2 separate regions of the Zea mays genome follow, and region 2 is linked to region 1. The links are chromatin contacts, called in public Hi-C maps. All regions are on one chromosome and are shown on one strand. The core of a region is the stretch at or near the end of the contact, and the rest is flanking DNA. Distances in the headings are between cores, read along the strand shown.

Evidence for each region. A called contact is a pair of places that touch in the nucleus more often than the background predicts.
Region 2: a contact with region 1 is called in a Hi-C map of leaf, with 4 times the contacts expected there. The contact joins the promoter of LOC100194081 here to the promoter of LOC100275232 in region 1. A contact is called at or near these places in 5 of 25 Hi-C or Micro-C datasets (ear, endosperm, leaf and 1 more).

What each region holds. Positions count from the first base shown.
Region 1 is chr2:30,746,648-30,752,120 of Zm-B73-REFERENCE-NAM-5.0, reverse strand. It overlaps LOC100275232 (putative protein of unknown function (DUF640) domain family protein), which reads right to left and starts at 2,190. Exons shown (of 3, transcript NM_001149369.2): 1 at 1,960-2,190; 2 at 1,748-1,806; 3 at 306-1,367. The coding sequence starts at 1,360. The coding sequence ends at 758.
Region 2 is chr2:31,033,928-31,039,400 of Zm-B73-REFERENCE-NAM-5.0, reverse strand. LOC100194081 reads right to left here and starts at 2,709. Exons shown (of 2, transcript NM_001139136.1): 1 at 2,454-2,709; 2 at 108-656. The coding sequence starts at 2,674. The coding sequence ends at 329.

The sequences.
Region 1 (5,473 bases), core at 941-3,440:
TTTGCCACATGCATACTGTATGTACTCGATCGCAAGAATGCACATAGAATAGCATCAATAGTGAGTAGGACATGCTTGTCCGATCCTCCTTGCTAGCTATTGCGCGCGCACTGTACAACGCTCTCGCCCGGCCCTATCGCCGTTGAGGCAACTAGACATGCACCATTGCCATCGATCACTGCCACTGCATCCTGGTACGGTACCATTAAAAGGGAAACGAAACAGGAAGCAAAACTAGAAAACAAGAGACGCAGATGCTTGCCAGGATCGAAATGACACATGCATGCGTAGAGAGAGAGATAGATGGACACACACACGACACAGGCTTTTGAATTTCCCACAAACAGAAGCTGCAGCAAAGAGAGATCACCATATATGTATCTCCCTGTCCCTAGCTAGACCTCAAAGGACGTACGGACGACGGACATACTACTCCTCAGTCCAAAGTACAGCAAACACACTTGCTCACTCCTACAAGCAATGCAAATAGATCCGACAACACCAAAGCGAATCGAAAACACAGGACCAGCAATGCAGTACACACACGTACTAGATAGTAGTGCTTCTCACGGGTAGAGTACACGGATCATCATACACTACTGCTGCCATGCACATGCATGCACGCATACGCGCGCGAGATGATACATAAAATATGTATGCTCAAGCTCAATCTGGCATCATACCGGCCAAATGGGAGAGCGTACGTACGTACGTACGAGGCTACGAGCCGTCGAGGCGACGATGGAACATCTCAGGCTCAGCAGGCGGCGCCGGCGGGCGGCGGGGGCGGCGGCGGCGGCTGGTGCGCGTGGCCGTGAAGGCCGCCGCTGCTGTCGCCCTGCAGCTGCTGCGGCTTCTTGCGCTTCTTCTTCTCGTAGCTGACGCCGCGGGCGCGGGCCTGGTGCTCGCGGACCTCGCGGAGGTAGAGGCGCACGGCGCGCGCCGCGAAGGGGTTGGACTCCGGGCGGCCCCCGTTCTCCTCGAAGGCGGCGCGGAGGCGGCCCACCAGGGCGTCCAGGCTGCCCCAGGCCTGGCGGAGCGGGCAGGGGCACGGCGCCGGCGGGTTCGGATGGCCGAAGAAGGGGCACGCCGGGCCGTGCACCTTGGTCTTGCCGAACTGGTCCAGGTAGCGGAGGAACTCCAGGACGTGAGCCCCGCTGCACTGCGCCAGGCTCAGCGGCGGCCGGTGGTTCCGCAGGTACTGCCCGAACGTGTTCCAGTCGCGCCGCTTCTGCGCCTCGTACCGGCTCGGCGACTGCGGCGTCATGGAACCAACCGACGGCGATGCGCCTCCGCTGCTCGGCCCGATGCCGTTGCCCCCTCCTGACGAGGGGCTGTCGGGGTTCGGCGACATGTCCATGGATGAGCTAAGGATCGGAAGGGGGGAAAACAGAGAGAAAGGAGTGTAGCTTGTGTGAGCTGAAACAGTTTCACCTTTACATCTTATTTATTATAATCGATATGATAATTAGGCCTCCTCCTCCTCTGTAGGAGTAATATTCTTTACTCAATGAAGAAATGGGTATTTAATTTGCATATCCATATAATACTGTATACTACTACATATATATTCTCGTAAGCCTGCATTATTGTAGCACAAGTTGGGATTGGAGGGATCTGTTTATTCGGGATCGGAGCTGTGCTCAGAAGTTCCAAGTGGCCACTGAGATGACTAGAGCATATGCAGCTAGTCCGTGTGTCTGAAAATCTTCTTCGAAAAATATCAAAGAAAGGAACAAGTAGTTACCAGCTGAGCTTTGGTTCTCACAAGTACTGTGGGAGTTGGAGCCTGCTGGCTTCTTGAGCCTGCATAAGATCCAGCAGCATGGAGCATAATAATCAGATCAAGAACGAAGCAAATGATCGCATAAGTAGAAGATATATAGTGTTAAGGATTAAGCATTGGAATAGTAGGGAGAGTATATAGCTCCCTGGTTCATCCCATCTGTTGCTTCTTACTCTCTCGCAGTGGTAGTGATGCCGGTAACACAGTTGCTGTGCTGGGGTGCTGGCTCACTCTCATAAGCCCATCGTCTGGTGATTGGGGATCTGCAGGGAGAGCACCAGCTTCAGGATCTGTTTGAGGGTGTGGGGAATTGCATGCTGCTGCTTCTATTTTTAGGGGGGGAGCGCAGGGACTGGTGGGGGTGGTGTTTGGCCTAAAAAGGAGAGATGAGAAGTGACTGAGACATGGAATCAACAGTGTAGTGAGCAGTGTATACTCAGCTAGGGCTTTTCTGAGAGTGTGTGGGGTGGGGCCGGGTGGGGTGGGGTTTGGAGGACACTGGGGCGAGGGGGCGTGAAAGGTGACGTGACAAAAGTAATATTTTCAAGTGTGGTAGAGTGTGTACGGTTTGATAGGAGTTGTCGTTTCAGTGCATGCACCACAGTGGATGTGTTGAACTGGAGATTTTTAGCGGCCTCTACCGATATCGTCTTTCCATGTACAGGTGCGATATATACTCTGTATCCACGGCGATCTAACTAATGGTGATCTCGTTACTGATGGAATTGATCTCAAGCTAGATTCAGCGAGAGGATTCAGCGAGAGGATCCTCATGTTCTGACAGAGGGCGTAACAACTTATTTGTTGCAGCGTTTTTTCATATACGAGAAGCCATTCACTCTAACACGGTTATATCATTCTCAATGAGAGTTTCAAACTCATTAAATACGATGACACATCATCATGCTTGGTGATATAGTAGTGTAATTAAGAGGAGAGATATTGAGAGAGTTTAATGGGAGAGTTTAATGGGGATGAAACTCCGCATACACGGTTGACTAGTTTAAATATCTGATGTGGGAGCATTGGAAACAAATGCATTGAAACTCACCACTGAGAATAGCCTTAGTGACAGGAAGATCATCGCATTTGCGCCCTCAGTGCAACAACCATGATACACCGATTTCGACACCGACCACTAGAGTCTCCACTTCCCATGGCGACCTCCGCCAATTCCAACGCTATGGGCCCAGTTTTACCCATTTTAGTACCTAGGGTTATAGTCTAAGATTCTATAGACTAACAGTGTAACCAAATCCAGGTTTGGCATCTAAATCCTAACCGTAGAATCCACATCCTTTAGGTTTTAGGACCCCATCGAGCCAAATCCGCATAAATGGCTTGGATCTAGTCGAGTTTTAGCTCTACAACAAGTTGAAGGAGGGGAAATAATCAACTCATCTTGCTCAATACCTAACCCTAGGTTGGAATCCCCAAAAGCTTCATACCCCGAAACTCTAACCCTAGTTTAGCTCTCCACTTATAGGTGCACATTTGGGCCGCCTGGGCCGGTCCAGTCCAAGCCCGAAAAGGATCGGCACGATTGAATTTCTTCCCGAGGTGGTCCATGGGCTTAGCCCTCAACCCGACACGTTATCGGTTAAACGTGTCGGGCTCATTTCGGGCAACCCGAAATTGTAAAAAGCCAGAAATTCAAATTCTGGCCTGAAATTCAAACAAGGCCTGAAATTCATATCAGAGCTCGAAATTCACATAAAATCCCAAAATTCACAACAAAAACCCGAAATTCAATATATCATTTAGTAGATATTTACATTTCAAGCTTTATAATTTAAAAAAAAATCAAAGAACACAAAACCAATGGGTGGTTGACACTTCATACCGTGATTAAACATGCGGCTAGCCAAATTGGAGCGAATGATTTTCATGATTAGAAGTGGATGACCAAATGAATATGGGGCTTTTCGTGCTTGTAAAGGGGATATTTCATGCCTCCGTAAACGGGTCATGATGCTCGTGCCCGCTCGTGGGCCGCGACCTCATCCTAAGCCCGACCCGATGCATAATTTCAAGCTGGCCCGACCCAAACTTATTTTGTTTCGTGTTGTGCTTGGGCCGTGCTTTTTTCATGCTTCGAGCCGACCCACTAGGTCCAGCCCAAATGTATACCTCTGTTCCCACTCAAGCCAAAGAGTGAAACGAAGGGCCTACCTGACCTTATGTCATCGTCCTGAACGTTGACACTATGGAACAAAGGGCGACATGATCGTTAGTCGCCCATGCAGAGGCTGCACGTGGATTATGGCACCGTCACAATTCTACTTGTAAGAAAAATGGATCGAGGTTCATTTGATAATAGAGTTTTGGTATTCAATGATCAGTGTAACCATTTAGACTAAAACTGTTTGCTAGTGTTTATGTATATAGTTCAAAATATGCAACATGGACTTGGGCAAAGGCAAAATGGTGATTGAGATGATCAACACCACAAGAAAGACATTACAAGACTCATTGGAGATCTGCAACAACATACAAGAATCCAAGACACAAGATCATGAAGAAAGGGTATTGTAGGCTTCAGACCGAGGTATTGGACAATTATGAGGGTGACATCAGACCATATGGTTAAAGCCAACCCTAATTGATAGAAAATAGGGCGTTAAACGTGATCATCAAAGAATTATCCATGGGGCATTGGGCCATATGCTTGCACTCTTCATCTCATAGTGCCGACATATGGGCATCAGGATATATAGTCCGATGATGCGTAGAGTTTTCTTTACAACATGGACACTAGAAGTCCCCTCAACAACTCTCTTGCCACCAATATCTTTTGCCCTTGCCTTCTCTTCAACATCTAAAAAGACAATGAGGTTGGAGATACCAAACTCTTGCATTTCATGTTTCAAAGAAGTGGCAAAATTTGTCCAAGTCTATAGTGTTTTAATAATGATGCAATAGAACACAAACTTATCCTGCAACACAAAACCAAAATTCTTGAGTTCTTTCACTAGTACTTATATTTCATGAGCTTGTTCTTCTACAAAACGACCATCAGACATTCTATAGTCATGAAAGCACTCTATGACATACAACTCGCTATCGGCGTCACAAACTTCATATTTGACCTCTTGTGCGTCCCACATTTCTTTGCCAGTAGACAACATCAGATATACGTTTAATGTGGAATCTCCTAGCACGCCAATTGTTGTCGACTTGAATATAGCGCTAGATCCTAGCTACACTCGGTCATCTTCAGCAGAGTGAGGTCCAGGTGCACTAGGTTCGGTAATAAAATAGTAATACATAGCAGTTAACCACACTATGTACCTCACGCCACCATTTATAGTGGGTTCCCTAAAAGAACATTTAGTTTTAGCATACTTGCATAGCATGTTACAAAAAAATCTATCACTTTATAATTTATTACATAGTTAGGCATTTTCAATGGCAGATTAATCTAGTAAAGTATAATAAAGAGTGGGTGACAATAGTAAGGTGCACGTGTGGATCTAGTAGGATGAACATGAACATAATACAAAATAACTTAATTTAAAACCAAAGACAAGAAGAGAAATATGACATTGTGTTGTTCAGTGTAGCCGTTCGATCGCTTAATACAGTGTAGCAGTTGCTGCGGTGATGTAACTGGTAGGTCAATGCAATGTAGATACAATGCAGGAAGAGGAGGAAAAAGTTGAGCAGTCATATCGTTGACACTCTCCA
Region 2 (5,473 bases), core at 1,460-3,959, 290 kb before region 1:
GGCCGGCTTGGGGTTGGGGCCTGTGTTCTCGGCGCCACGCAGACTCCAATCAGGGCACGGTAGCAAGCATGACGAACACGACGGTGCGTGCGACAACATAGAACTTCCATTACCATTGAAATAGTAAAAAAAAAATCACGGTCCGTAGATTACAACCTACTACACATCAGTGCACACAGCATTACACAAAGCCCGGCATCTAGAGAAACATGCCGACTTGGACAGAGTTGCGGCTTCAGAAACCTCAACGCCAAAGTCACAGAAGTGGTGACCAACCAGGAACACGATACTACAGCGGCACCATCGTTGCATCTTCATCCATCGAAGATCAAACGCAGGACTCGTTGGCCTGCTCAAACCGCTCCGCCTGGACCACAGCGGCATCCTCGGACACCAGCGCCTCCAGCAGCAGGGCCTTCACCTCCCAGGAGTCGAAAGGGAACCCTCTCCTCGCGTAGGCGTTGAGGAGGGCGGCGCTCCCTTGCTTCACGAGCTTCACGAAGGCGCTGCCACCGGCATCGTCGGTCCTCATGGTAGCTTCCAGCAGGGTGAGGCGCGGCCCGTAGCGCTCCACGGACCTAGACCCGAACACCTTCGCCACCGCCGCTTCCTGTGGGACGATGTTGGGCCAGGGCTCGGCTCCGCTGCTCCAGAATCTGCAGTGTGTTTGCAGACGGTAATGTGATATTGATACGAGGATCTCGCCAACATCTTAATAAACAGTTATAGTGTTTGGCAGACACTCACAAATAGATGTTAGTACTGAGGAAAAACAATCCAAAAAGGAAGTTGTGTTCCATACAGAAAGAGCATCAGTAGGCCAACAGCTAATAACTACTATGATGTAAAGGAAAAGGAACGTGTTCCCAAGTTTTATTTGATTGCCAGATGTATAAAACTGATCAAGAACTCTTTTTATTCCCTAGATGTGTTTTTCCTTCCCTAGATTCATGGAAGGACTCTTTTGGACTCGATATTGTTTAGCAATTAGCTGGTTGTCAGTACCCATAAGGCCATAACTATGATTATTTTTTAAAAACTCACCATGGATGGGATTTTTTTTTTTACCAAGCTGCACCAGCAGGTAGTTGTAGCCATTTTGCTGACTTGTCGCCATAAAAATCGTATGTAGAAAGGCGTGATCCACAGAACTGGATCACACAGATGTTATGATAGCAATGCATCTATTGCAGAGAACGCCCCCCAAGGCCACAAGCCCAAACAACTTCTCTTAATAACAGGACGCCCCACAACAGGACAACAACGACAACCAAAGCTTGAGATCGACGAAATGCTCATAGATTTGTATAATTAATGAAACCAATGTGGATGGTCCTAATGTCATGGGACTAGGCCAGGACAGGAGCTGTTTTATGATGGTTGAGCACTCACAACAACCAACTCAAAAAATGGAAAATTGCGCCACATACAGATACTGCAAATAAGGAGTGACATGATTACCAAGGAAGAACATTGTTACAACTTACAACGACATCATCTGAGAAATTTGCTATTTTGCCACTCTCAATTTTGGCTGCCTGTTATTATGCCATCCCGTGTCTATGACTGGTGGGACCGTCTGTGTCTATGATTTGTGGGTCTGATGGCATACTGGCGAAGCCCACAAATGATAATGGCAAAATTGCCAATGGCTCAACGACATCTCTACCTGACCAGACAACGTCCTAACTTCTTGTTCAAAAGCCGAAACGTACTCGATGGAGCAAGTGCTGTACAGCCTACCAGGACGATTCCATGGGATGGTTTGCTTAGGAATTTTAGCTCGGGATGGAGTGTACGACAAGGTATTTCAAGTAAGGACGTTTGAGGTGGTGGGCTCGCAAAGGGTTGCGCTGCAATAGTATAAGTACGAAAAAACTGGAATTTTATGGCTGAAGCGGCAATTATTTGAGATCTACCAATCCCCAGAAGATTAAATTTTTGGGACACATCTTGCATCAACCAACCAAAAAGGCTCTCATTTTCATGCCTTCTCATTCTCTGCATCCTGAACTTAAAAGGTTCGGTTTAGTACGCTACAGAGCATCCAGCTCCTACAGTGTCAGTGTGTACTCTGGAGGTATCTAAAACCACCGACTTCCTTGACCAGGAAAGATTACACGCAGGAACATCCCAAGATGCAGCCTCTTATTCATTTACTTCCTTGACCAGGATAGATTCAATGTCTTCCTAAAACATAGTGCCTATTTTACTTTTAACCTCTTCCATATGAAACCGTAGGATCTAGATTGGATGCTCTGGATAGTTTGATTGCACGCTTGCACCAAAATGAGTGATTGCACAGGATATGTGCTCGACATATGTGCTCGACACAATGAGCAACAAAAGTTGCTGGACTAACCAACTGAAAGCTAGACCCTCTTAACATCGACCTAAGGAAGGCACTACATTTGATTCCAAGAACGGGACTGGGAGTGGTTTGAGTTGCTTACTGGGGTGTGCATCTCCCAACTGCTCGGGTGTAGAGGTACCCAGGCCACGCGTGCGCGTCGCCGCGGCTCCCGTCGGTGTGCAGCCGCATCCTCCTGCTCTCCCCATCTGACGCCGCCGCACCAACCCTGTCGTACATCCCATTTGCTGCGCAGAAGGATGAGCAAAGGAAGATGAAGCAGGCGAAAGCTAGAGGAGGACGAAGCGGCGCTTGAGAATCCATCCCCCCTCTCTCTCTCTCCCCTCCGCTGCCTGCTGCTACCCTACACCCTACAGGTCACAGGCGAGGCGACAGAACTTTATGGAGCCCAGTTTGAAATGCGGACACTGTTCTGTTTTTGAGATCGGCTCCTTTTGGAAGGAGCGTGCACCGGGCCCATGCCTGTCTTTATTTGTCATGCCATGGGTATGAGATTTTCATCTCCTCCCTTGGACTTTGAATATATTTTGTCTAGAACCAGCTCGCAGGTGATGGTATGGGATAATGGGCCTCGAGGGAGACACGTTGAGAATGTGAGGTGTGCTGAGCATTTTATTTATTTATTTATATAGATATGGGCTGGATATTTTTAAAGTTAAAATTTAACTACATTCTCAGAAAATATTAGTTGCATTTGTATCTTAAATAAGTTTATTATAAAAAATATATTTAAAGATCTATCTAGTAATAATTATTATATATAAATATATTAGTAGTTCTATATATATTTGGCTAAAGATGGAAATTTTGACAACTTGGGAAATGAGAATGATATTTTTATGGAGCAGAGAGAATCACCAAATAAATTTCCTGTTCAATGGTGTTTCTTTTACATTTGGAAGTTTCTAGGACAAACTTCTCTTAAGACATGTTCAGATCACTTAGATCTAAAATTTAGTTAAACTAAGTTTAATCACCAAATAAATTCAAAAAAAATAGACCACCTAGAACTAAAGTTTAGTTGGAGTAATGTATAAGTGACTATGTCTAGTTCAACGTTGTTTTGATATATGAAGTGAAGTGTAGATGCCTAAAGTTATCATATCAGTGTGAACTAGTTTGGACTGGGATTGAACAGCTGGTTTATAAAAGTCTAAGGTGCTTGACACATGTTCGCTTGGTTTTTATTCAGTATCGACTTCTACTACTTCTACAAGAGTGAAATAGATATAAAAGAAAAAAGGTGAGGGATTATGTAGTTTTTTTTCCTAAAAATTGACTAGTGGATCAAAATAGCATAAACCAAATTACCAAACCCACCAGATGTTGCTCGACCGGTATTTTTTTTAAACACCGACCGGATGATCTTGTGAACACCAGTACCAGATTGTATAATGATACTATGCTGTGGCCAAGTTACTAGACTTCACTCAATGATTTGTTAGTTCAAAACTATATATAAGCGCATTGAATCTACGGCGGTACTATAATTTTCTTGTGTTTTGGTCGTATCTTCTAACTAGAAGTTGTTATTTTTATGTATAGGATTATTAAAAAAAACTCATGTTCATCTGATGAGAAATTGTGTGCGGGGTCACCGTACCCTGTGTTATGCACACTGACCTTTCAATAATCTGTCCATATCTAGTAGATCCGAAGTTCATTACTGCCGAGCATGTACTCGTTGCAAAGGTTGTAAATTCTCTAGAATATTCTACAAAAATGCACTTCGCCAGATCTATTGGAAACCACACAGCGGGTGCTCTGGTGATCCTCAATAAGCTGTCCACTTGTCGATGTTTCAAAGTTTTTGTCATATCTTTTATCCTTTTTGTTTAAACTTTGATTTTGAAGTTCTTCAACTTGTTAAATAGTTTGTAATCAAAATCTCAAAAGCTTAATAATATCATTCCTATTTTACTTACTATAATGTCACGAGATAAGCTCAAGTAAGCCATCTTTTTGTCTTATCTTTGGTAGCTTTCTTTTTTATTCATTGTAAAGTCTGATCCTAAATAATAAATCAGAATGTATAACACGATCATTGGTAAATATATAAACTTTGTGTACCCATACAGATGGCATTACGAGTTTCTAAATCTTGAAACACATGACGCGATCACTGTAAATCTCAAGCCATGACCATGAAACAAACTATAGCTCCATTGAAGGCATATGTATATACTAGCTGAATGCCCGTGCGTTGCAACAAGAATATATAATACCAGTATACTACGATAACTTATATACAAAATGTGTGTTATACCGTTATGAGAAAATGTTTCATAATCAATTTGTGATTCTGGCCATACATAAATTTTGTTATTTATAATCTATCTGTTTCAGCACTACATTACAACCATCAGTATCATGCAGACTTCGATATATGTCACGATTTGCATGGTCTCATCATTGGAGAGCATGTTCCACACATACCGGAAGAAATTCCCTCGTACATCGTTAGTCATCAGACACGTAGCACCATACACTTTTGCTTAAACAAAAAGGCAAGTGTGTGTTTGTGAAGAGAATTAAAGGCAAGTCGGCACAAAAGCTACCCCAACGTTGGCGATGATGACGAACTGGTCATTGTTGTCGGTCCTCCTCTGTGTCATCTCTAGCGCCAAGATGACGCCACAGTCCTCGATATAGTAGTCGTCGAACGCGCGCGACATACCGAGTACTGATGACTTTTGGCTGGGTTGTAAAACGAAGTGCACCTCAGGCTCATTAGCAAGGTAGTACCCCTGGCCGTTGCACCACCGGATGCGCTACTCCTCTACATACATCGTGTTCGAGAACACTCATACAACGTCAGCAACGACCATCGTCTCAACGCACAAGAATTCATGGCCAGTCAGTAGCGACTTACGTGGCAGGTTGGGCTTCAGGTGGACGATGAGCTGGACGGCGTGATGGCGTCGTCGTCGACTGCGGTGCCCAGAACAACCCGAGAGTCGTTGACATTGGCGACGACCATGAGGTCCCCCTGCTTGACGATGGACAGCGCGGAGCAGCCGCTCTGCACCGCGTCCAAGCGGCGGCTGCGCCGGAGCTTGTCGTACATAGCGGCACATACGGCCATGTAGGACTGTTTCTAGA